2 separate regions of the Drosophila melanogaster genome follow, and region 1 is linked to region 2. Evidence: chromatin contacts called from public Hi-C data. All regions are on one chromosome and are shown on one strand. The core of a region is the stretch at or near the end of the contact, and the rest is flanking DNA. Distances in the headings are between cores, read along the strand shown.

What was found. A called contact is a pair of places that touch in the nucleus more often than the background predicts.
Region 1: a contact with region 2 is called in a Hi-C map of the Kc167 cell line, with 1.6 times the contacts expected there. The contact joins the promoter of PhKgamma here to the promoter of Ant2 in region 2. A contact is called at or near these places in 2 of 107 Hi-C or Micro-C datasets (both in the Kc167 cell line) and 1 of 6 datasets of contacts at active chromatin or transcription factors (the Kc167 cell line).

What each region holds. Positions count from the first base shown.
Region 1 is chrX:11,691,393-11,697,158 of dm6, reverse strand. PhKgamma (Phosphorylase kinase gamma) reads right to left here and starts at 2,022. Exons shown (of 11, transcript NM_167297.3): 1 at 1,880-2,022; 2 at 848-1,335; 3 at 619-756; 4 at 1-93. The coding sequence starts at 710. bif (bifocal) reads right to left here. Exons shown (of 6, transcript NM_167295.3): 6 at 2,419-3,612. The coding sequence ends at 3,221.
Region 2 is chrX:10,784,924-10,790,147 of dm6, reverse strand. Ant2 (Adenine nucleotide translocase 2) reads left to right here and starts at 3,241. Exons shown (of 4, transcript NM_176725.3): 1 at 3,241-3,342. It overlaps sesB (stress-sensitive B), which reads left to right and starts at 3,190. Exons shown (of 4, transcript NM_001298161.1): 1 at 3,190-3,342. Imp (IGF-II mRNA-binding protein) reads left to right here. Exons shown (of 7, transcript NM_167253.3): 7 at 1-2,279.

The DNA of each region.
Region 1 (5,766 bases), core at 773-3,272, 910 kb before region 2:
GACTCTGTGGTGGCGCCCAAGTCGATGATCTTGGCGGCAAACTCCTTGCCCGTCTCCTTTTCGATACATCGCCTCACGGTCGAACTGATGCCCCTGTAAGACAAACATTGCATGTAGATAAAGAGCTCTGCTTCTGCTGCACTTGACATTGCCATGATCGGGTATTTATCTAATCTCTAATCCCTAGAATTGTAATATGTAATTAGCCCTTGTTTTCGCTTAGTCTCTGCTATTTGCTTGGCAAATTCTGATCTTCGTTGTGGCGTGAGTAGGCCGGCAGACAGGCGCCGCTTGAAAAGCAGCCCATGCCATTGCTCCATGCCATGGAAGCTTGATGAGGCTGACTCACTTGGCACCATTTAGCCCAAACTGCATTACTGCAGACTTGGCAGTAAGAGGTTGGGAAAGCAGAAACAATCAATATTTGGACGTTCTAGTGATTTCTGAGGATACAAGTATCAATGTTTCTATGATCTTAAATTTGCAAAATTAACTACGCAAAGTAAATAGAAAGAAACGTATTTGAATGGTTAAGTGCAGGATCAATAATACTTCAACTGAATTTAAAAGGATTTAATAAGAGGTTTGAGATCACGGCAAGTGTAGTTCGATTCTTACCTGCCCAGAATCTCCTTGGGCTCGTATTTGGCATAGAAGCCCTTGGCCGCATCCTTGTCGGGCAGCAGATCATCCTCCTCGTCCTTGGCCATTAGATTTCGTGAAATCTTGCCGGCTGCCGAAACGGCAGTTTGGAATCTATTTGGTGGACGAGCGGAAATCAATTGGTTAGTGAAGGATTACATGATGATGACGGTGATTATGGTCGCAATCAAGATCAGTTAGTTACTCTGTCAGGCTGCCTGCTAATGAAGATGATGGGGATGGGATGCGGTGGCGATGGCGATTGAGGCGTAGGAGGGGGCGGTGATTTCTGGTGGTGTTCTGTTGATGAGGTTGATGCGATCGTTTAAGGCGTTGCTATTTTTATAACGACAATGTGGAAACGAACGGACGTGCGACACGAGTGGAATCTCTCGCCGACTGCGATTGAGACTGTGACTCTCCGACTTTGCGACTTTGCCGACAATCAGACTTGCCGACTTTCCGACTCTGCCGACTTTCGTTCTTTTCTTTTCGTTTCTTGCCGCCTCGCCGCGCTTCGCTTCGCTTCGTTCCGTTTCAGTTTAGTTCAGTTCAGTTCGGTCTTCCTTTTAATTACCAAGCCCCTGCTATTCGATTCCACCCGATTCGATTGGAAGTGGATCCTCTCCTGTCGCTCTCGATTGCTCTCTCGCTCAGCTGTTGGCGGCTGATTTAATTAATAACGAATGCCAACTGCAAAAACACAGATCGATTTGAATAACAGGCAAAAATTAAATCAAAAATAATAGAATTAAAATGTATTATTAAACAAGTGTTGTGTGTGTGTGTGTGTGTGGTGTGTTCACAACGAATGATTACACAACTACAACGCTTTGTTTTGTTTGCATTTCGAAAGGGTGCACATTATCGTTGCTGTTTTTGTTGTTGTTTAGCCTCCTTATCAGTGATACAGCTTCTCTTCTTCTACTACTGTTGCTGATTTCTTGCAGTTGTTTTGCTAGCACGCACGCACACACACATAAGCACGCTCGCATGCACCGACTATGTGCAGCAGGTTCCTTTTGTTTTTGTTTTTGCTCTGCTCTCGTTTCTCCCATCCTCCTTTGCAATCCCACACACACACTCGCGCACACAGACGCCGCATAGCACACATATACGCACACACACGCACCATCGTGGACATCCAACTAAGCGGGTACATTTCAATGTCAACTAAGGTTAAAAGTAGTACGCTTTTTGGCGGAGTTGGCGCCCGCACCGCCAGTGAAACACATACACGTGTGACCGCTCGCCTCTTGAATCGCTGGCAACGACGTCTCGAACATAACTCCACACAAAATTTATATTCCTCGGATTAAATTGCTAGTGCAACAATAAAACCCTGTATTTTTGACACAATCACAAAACTGGAGGTGGCACTAGTACCGATATCGAAGTAATGCTATCGATTGTTCCCGACACTCTGTCATATCGATAGCATTATATCTATCGACACGTAATTGTTAGCTAAGACACACCCCGACCAGGGATGGCACAGTTAGCTAAGACAACATCCTAACTTAGCAAGGACTTGATCCCACTCGGCATGGTTAGCAAAGACGCACTACCAAAATTGAACCCTCAACGGTGTTAATTTAAAATGAATCCTTTTCTAAATACCAATTAAATATAACAAACATAAGTGGACTTATAAAATAAGTCACTTCATAGATTTGAATATTTAAATTACCATTATTATATATGTTAACTTTTAACAAAAACTGTTGCTAACATTTTGCTTTGGCCTTAACTTCCTTTAACTTAAAACACGCGACTAGATGTTGATGTATTTTATATTTATTTACGGAATACAATTGTAAAAAATATTCAATAAGCGCTAAATGTATATAATAATTATGAGGCAAATGTTACATTTTCCTTTGCTTTCTTCCGCTGAATGGGCAAGCGGAGCTTAGAATGTTCTTCATTTTCGTTTTGGAAGGGTCGCGAAAAGGGATGATGATGGGTCACAAGATCGGATCGTTAGAATCCATTAAGTTAATACTCGGGCGGGACTAACCGCTCGTCGCGTACTTCGTGGATTAAGGTTTCAGTAACCTTCGGGATGCAGTCGGAAATACGTTGATTTGTTGTTGTTGTATATTTACTATCAAAATGCCGTAAATGGAATACACAATACAAATACAAATACAATTGCAGCAGCAAAGTTGTTCATTCAGTGCCGTATGTAGATACATTACAATAATATAATTATTAATTTATCAAAAAAAAAAAACCATATATATATATTTATAAAGAAGACAGACACACACGCTTGCTGTTGTACACATACACATCGGATCTCTAGGCTTACAAACTTACAAATAATATCTATTTATATACGTATCTTTATGGATTTCTTGCCATACTTGGTTTACGTTGCCTTGTTGTTTTTATTTTTCTTTCCTTCGTTACTGTTTTCGCGTCTAACCGAAGTTGATATTTCACCTAAGTGCACGCTTTTCAATTAGGGGAACGATCAGGATGTGGTAGGTTGTTATGCTCGGAAGGTTTGGAGTTTGGTGGAAACCGGTAGAAAAAGAGCTAGACGCTCCGGTTTTTTGGCTGGCAGGACGACCTAATATAGCAAATCCGTTTTCTGTGTACCCTCGCTGTACACAACTTCGGCGCCCGGCGTCGCCGTCAGATGGTAATCATCCTCGTCCACAGCTGAACCCTTCTTGGAGGCACCTGCTCCATCTGCAGTTCCAGGTCCTGCTTCCGTTGCCGCCAAGTCGCCCTCCTTGATCAGTCCCTCGCCGATGCCCATAATGCTGCCATTCCCGTTGAACATCAACCGGCTGCCCGCAGCTCCGGCTGGACTGCTCCCGTTGCTGCCTGGACTGTGGCTGCCATTGCTGCTCCCACTGCTGCTGCTCTCGGGCAGGGCGTATCGGGTGACACCCAGCTGGAATAGGTTGTCCATCGCCGTGCCCTTCATGGGCGTGTAGAAGCCCAGAGCCGTGGAGCCTGCAATTATGTGTAGAACGAGATTAATCGACTGTATATCTTTATTTCAAGTGGGTTTAAATCCTTCCAAGGATTTGGGGTTAGTACAATGATAAATAAGGTGGCTCCGAGTTGGGAAATATATATTTCAGAACATATATATATATATTTATATGTATATATAATCGAGATGAGGTGACGGTGTTGTGGATAAAGGAGGATCTCGCCTGGATCTTTTCAAGCAAATGAAAACGAAACATGACCAGTGGATAAAGAAATGGAAGTGGAGATGAGCGATGGAAGTTGATGATATGACTAGGATGTGCCAAGTGGTGTTGGTGGCTGGTGTGTGCGTGTGTTCGAGTGTCTGTTCTAATCTGGGTTAGTTACCTTAATAATAATATGAATTGGCGATTAGTTTGATTGCCCAGCGGAGCAGACAGAGCAAGTGCACTGGGTTAGAGGTGTGGCATTTCTGTTCTCGCACTTGAATCGGTTATTGGGTTATTTGGATTGGCATTTGGCATTAGGCATTTGTCATTTCGCATATTGAATATTGCATTTTTCATTGTTAAGTTGTTCTATTCTTTACTTGATAGTTATTTATTGCGGTTCGGGTTGAGCGGCTGCAGTTATTAATCGGTTATTCAGTTTACGGATCGGTTTAATTGCCTTTGCTTGTTTGTTATCATAGATATTTTTGGTTTTGGTATACAATAGATATTATTTCAACGCTTTGCTTATGTATTCTGTTACATTTAAATAATATCTGCAAAAAGAAATTGGTATGAACAAAAAATAGAAATAGAAGTAAACAAATAGCAAACAAACAAAGCGACAGCGGTGACTTTAACAAAAGGTTGTTGTTGAAATGAAAAACCATTTGGGTGGCGTGAAACAGCGGGGGCGAGAAGGTAGGTTAGCGTAACTACATGGCTACAATTTCAAATCGCAAATTGCAATTCAATACATGCCCCACAACTGCATACCAAACCGAACTGAGCCAAACAAAGCAAACATACATAAGCACATAACACATAACTAACGCCAACTCACACGGGTGCACAAATATATATACTTAAGTACGTAACTGAAATGAAAATAGTCACTAACTAGTGTTCTGTGATTCGTTTTTGTTTGGTTTACACCGAACACATGTCGAAATTAGCCGCTACATAAAGGTTCTTTGATTTGTCTGCAGCTTTAGTTGCTTTACTTTTCGTTTATTAAACGTTTAGTTACACCCCAAAATTTGCCATGAACACTTAGTTATCAATTATCGCAATTGTTTCGGTTTCTGCGATCTCTAGCTGAGTAGTTAGCTTAATTCTTAGGCGTTGCCAACATTTATAGGTGACCTAAATAGTTTTCTACAATAATCTTTAACTTCCACATGGGCTGGGTGGGCATAGTACAGTTCAATCTGATGATTGGCATACGATTTACTAGGTAAACTATCATATAATGGTTGCTAAAGACTATGGAGCATCTTATACCTAAGGTTGTGGATAATGAATACAGACGGGGGAGCAGGGCATTATCAAGCAGCAGTCATAGGAACATGGTTTGGTTTTAGTGAAACATGGGGACACCAGCATTATCCATCATTTAGGTTAGTTCTAAAATCCATCATCCTTCGCGTATTCTTCGCTCGCTAATTCGCGAATTACTGTTGATTGTTATCCAGAGCATCGCATAAACGATTAACGGCGGCAGTGCATCGACATCGGGAAGCATCGTGAATCGCATCTATGAATCGATTAAACGTGTGTTTCGAGTGTCCGGTTGCCCCAGTGTTTGTTTTCTTGTGTGTGTTGTGATTGGTGTGTTCGGGTTTGGTGTTCCTGGTTTCCGCATTGAGTTATTTGTTTTGGAGTGAGTCGGATATGCACAGGGTTACACTTTACAGTTTAGCGGCCATCAAACCAATATATATTTTTGTTTTTTTTTTTTTTTGGGAGCGGAACGGGGTCACCAAGAGGTATCCAAGGGATGATGGGTGTTCTTTAGCCTAGTTGTAAACATATAGTAAAGCTTGGGCAATGCCTACGTTTCGCTGGCGGTTTCAAATCGGTTCGGAGTTGGAGTATCTGGTTATCTGGATATCTGGTTATCTGGAGTTTGGAGTCTAATGCTTTTCATATCGGGTGGCCATCAGACATAGTAGAGCGTGGT
Region 2 (5,224 bases), core at 1,992-4,491:
AGCCTGGCGTTGCGTAGTCAGTTTATTGCATTTTATTTGGCATATTGAAAAATGATTTCCGTTTTATCTTCCGTTGATATCTTACTACCCATATGGGAATCAATCTACGATTCCCGCTTATTTACTTTGATTATTTTATAATTTTGTTGTTGTGTATATCATTTTGCCGCCCTCGTCAACCAACCAAACACTCCACTTCCATATTCCTATGTCCCCATAGTCCCTCCAAATCCGAACCCCACATCCAGCCACCCAATCAATTCCATTTAATCAGACCTCCCCCCTTCTCACTTCTCCAGCGCCTGGTTTGCCTGTGTGATAGTAGTTTATAATTAAAACCATCCGCTGGGCACCCAACTCCCCTCATGGGACCTTAAGCAGTCCCCCCCCCCCTTTCACCAGAACCCTAACCTGCACACATCATTTTTTCAATTTTTGAACGGCGAGCAAACTATATAGAAACCACTTTACACATAATATACTAAAGCTTAAAACAAAAAAAAACATAAAATTAAAGATGAAAACTTACAAAAAAATACCACTATTTTTACATTAATTATTTTTAAATTTATCCTTATCTTTACCTAAATTAGTTTAGAGCTTTTTTTTGCGTCGTCTACATTTTACTGTTAAGTTCATTTAATCTACACATAATCTACATGAGGATGATGTGACGACACCAGATGTATCTACACTGTACATTGTATCTACATTACAGAGCTAAAATATCTATAAATATTATAAATATAACAAAAAAAGAGTAAAATATTATTAAAAACACAAAAAAAAAAACAAAAATAATTCGTTCCTTGGTTGTTTTTATTTTCGTTGTAGTTCAGTATTTTTGATTTTCAGTAACTGGTTTTCCTCTCTCCTTTCCAAATCGGCTTCGATTCCGAAATCCTATAATCCCGATCGTTTCGAGAGGCTTTCGATGTTGTCCCTGTACCCAGACATACATATATTAATGATCCGTAACCCCCTATTCAAACAGTTGTCTAAATTATTAATTTAATGTGAATTTGAGAAGAGCTAAAGTCGTCAGATAAATTCAAATAGCGTGTGAGTACATACATAGATGTATACCTAACTAACAACACCGATCATATATATGGAGTACACTAAACTAACATAACCTAACGTAAACTAAAATAAAGAATAAATGAATGAATTAACTACCTCAGCTTTGAATATTTCTATAGAAATGTTATTAAATGTATTTGAAAAGCGTAAGAGATATACAAATGCAAGATGCCGCCAGATCGAAAGATAGTTAATAAAAAGAAAGACAGATGGAACAGAACAATGTCAAAGAATACAAGTTTTAGAGCTGCATTTATATAGTATCAGATCGATAAGGAACATAGTAACAAAATCGTAAAACAAAACCAAAAAAAATATATTAAGTGTACGTTTTGCATATTCCTATATAGTTAACTAAACGTAAAAGCAAGATGGGTAAACATGAATACTACTATAACAATCATTTTGCGTCCATTTTTGTTGTTTCCTATACAAGAAAAAATTAAATAAAAACAAAAACAAACCACAAAAAAAAAAAATAAACAAAAAAAAAGCGAACGAATAAATCACACAAATAGGATGAAAACAAAACTATATTCCCAATTACATTGTATAACTGTCTTTTAACCACAAGCAAAACGCTAACACAATCGGTACACGATAACCAATATACTATACATATATCAAATATCCACTCTGTGTATGTTTTGTATCTGCCATGGAATATGTACCCGAAAGTAATCTAGATAACCACGTAAAGGACATAGGACTCGATGTCTAGATGTGTCGTCATAGTTTAGAGGCCCCAGTATTTACTAGCCAGTACTTTGCATTTGTTTGCCTTTATCTTTTACCTTTACCATTGCCTTTAAATTAACCCCTCTGTCCAACCAACGAAATTCAAAAGAAAGGGTTCTTCATTTGATTACCATACCCCTCAGCACGCCCAAAACTCCTAGTATTCTGGCCTGTCCCAGGGTGCTGATTCAAAAACTAGAGATATACATAGGTGTATACATAACATACTAATCTGCGTAAGATGTTTTCCCCATTTCGGTGTAACTAAATGTTAATATTGCTAGCGCTCAATACGAAATTACCGTATACAAGACCCACATACAGCAAATAAAAAGACACAAAAGCTTACTAAATTGTATCCCAAGGCCAAGGAAAATATTAGAAAACCAGATATACAACTAACTCAAATACAATTTTGTGAACATGTGAAAAACAAATCGAAAAGAAATTTACTCAATAAATGATTTTTCGTATATAAGAAGTGCATTTTGAATCAAGTTTTGCGATTATCCTTTTCAACAACGTTTTAAAATTAAGAATATGATATTTTCGAAAAACATTTTTCAGAATAACTTGGCCAAAAAAGGTGGCTCAGCTAAAACGATGACTGTTTTGTGTTGCTTATTAACATTGCTAACAATCTGTAACACTTTCAAACCGAGTTTCAGGAATAATTTTTTTGACCAATTTAAGCAATTTTTCATTAGGGGTACCATCATCAAAATTCGACAAATTACCGATTTTCTCATTTTCGATAACCAAATTTGCAAAAAATGGCCAAAAATTAAAGTTGCCAGACTTAAATACAGTTCGATGAGGAATTTGGAACGATTTCAACGAGGTATGAGATATTCCAATTTTGGACAAACCTTTGATTTAATATAAAAAGAAAACTTTTGTTTTTGTAAAAAAAAGAGCAATTAAAAAACCGCGTTAAATGCAATACATTCAAACTAGTTTTTATCATAGTTTGGCAAAAGGAGGTCGTACAGGTCGTTGTTAATTTCCCAAAGAAGCGTGCAGATTAATTGTAATGAATCCATTATTAAAACATAAAATAGTCTTTAACTTTTGTGTAATTCAGAACTCGCAATAATATAATATATAATATAAAATAATATAACATAATGGGAAAGTCGATGTAAAAATATTTTTAAGGTATTAAAAAATATCGATATTGATGCTTCAATCCCCGCTTGCCTTAATTTTATAATAAAACGTAATATACTGGTTTTAATTACATCAAAAATAGCCATATTTATTTATACTAGCAAAAGTTACCGACAAAAATATCACGAATAAAAACCGAAATCTAGCTGAATATCGATAGATCGCCGAATAAATACCAGTTAAAGCAACTATCGATATGCGGTATTTTTGCAGCTTTCATCCCCAAGTCACTGGGCCCTCGAGACCCCCACCACTTTACGAATTTCATTCGCCAAGTGAGCACGCGGCTTCGTCTGATTCTGCAAAAGAAGTTTTTATTCTGTGACTTTTGTGAGAAGTTATCAACTGAAGGTATTGTGCTATTTTCTATATCTATTACATTTGCGAGGCTCTTTTGCTTAACAAGAAAAGAGACGGTGTGCCCCGTACCTGCCATTGATTTTTTTTTACCCATTAATTCACGTCACCTTGCGCTAGATTCTGTAGTTATGTAATGTGCTAATTTTTTTATTGTGTCGGTGTTGGTTTAAACTAACGTTTTTTTTTGTATGTTCGACAAGCAGTTCCGGTTTAACTGCATCGAAAAGAAATCCCGAAATGGGACTTGAAAATACCCGAAAAGTGCTTACATAACCCTTGCGAAAAATAATTGTGCCGAAATTGTGTTTGCCATCAATTAAACACGTAATAAATTGGGCGTATTAGCAAACTTTTCGGTATTTTATACCCCCAATCCAAAGTTCATTTAGAATACCCAGAAAGAAAATGGAAGAAGCCACGCTGGATCTTTTTCCCATCTATTTCCTTCCAATTTGCAACCACGCTGGAACTGCCAACTTATGCAATAGCAACGAGTTGGCAGGCCGGCTCGTCTGTACGAAAAAATGTTGCACATGAATTGCGATTATATTTCAAAGAGAATTGCACTTCTCTAGAATCAAATTGGCCTGCATTTGCACAAATATATTATTATATACACCAAATGCAGGCTATTCTATAGTAAAACGCGTGGCAATTGATTGTTCTACCGCCCAGTCGCACATGAGTGTGTATGAACACACAGTTGCGAATAAATTCCATGTGCCACTAACGCCCTCTCGCTCACTCCCATGCCAGACACCAGCTGCGCGTGCAAGTACTTATCGGGTGTGTGTGTGTGAAGAAGAGAGAGAGAGTTGGTTTTATTTCTTAAGAGTAATGTAACTATTTCTCTTTGGTTGCCTCCCTTTCTTTTCTGACCTGCTTTCTTTTATTAAAGATAAAAATTCATGCGAAAAAAACGGGTTTCCCCAGTGTTCTCATTTCTTCTATTATTATTCCATTCCCATACCCCTTAAACCCTTTCTGACGTCAATCGTTAATGTACGTATAGTATTCATGTGATTTATTGTTTATTGTAGCCCTTTGTGTGGCCTTTTAGTGCGATTTTGCACTTGGTTGAGATTAGTGTTTATTATTACATATCCCTGGCGAATCACATTTCCAATTCTCGCCCAGTCGGCGGAAATTTTCAGTGTGATTTTCAAGCCGATCCACGCCCTGTCCTAAAACCCCGATTCATCGCACACTGAGCCATAAAAATTATAACTTCGCTGCCGTTTAATTTTGGCAATTAAGCATTTTTGCAGTAACTTTGCAACTGCATTTTTTACGCTCTCTTTTTTGATGGGCAACTAGCTCTCTTTTATTTTTTATGTAATTTTTGTGATAACGGGACCTTGAAAAAGTGTCGTAGACAGTTATATAAATTAACTGTATTAGCAGAAGTGTTTATCTAATCGCTTCACGCATTTTTTTTCGAGCGCCGCCCCTCTTCCGCCTGCGTGAAAGAGACGAAGCGTGAGAGAGAGGGAGAGAGCGGCAGGTGGACGTCAGAAAGCAAAGTCACATGCTAGCAGTGCTGCCAACCCTATCTTTAGAAATAAAGCCAAATGTTATTAATAGCTTAGCAATTAAATAGCTACAAACAATTAATAAAACCTTTCAACTCTTTTCAACTTTTATTTTTATAAAAATTGATAATAGTTTTGGTTTTTGTATTTGAATAAATTGTTCACTGCTGTATATTGAAGTTTTCTAAGCCAGTCCAAGTAGTTCTTAAAACTGAATATCAAAGATACCCCAATTTTGTTGAATAAGGAAGACATGTATTTGGGTGTAATAGAAGTACACTATTCAATCTTCTAGAAATCTAGCTAACAACTAGCTAAACGGGACTATCCGTCTGCTTCGC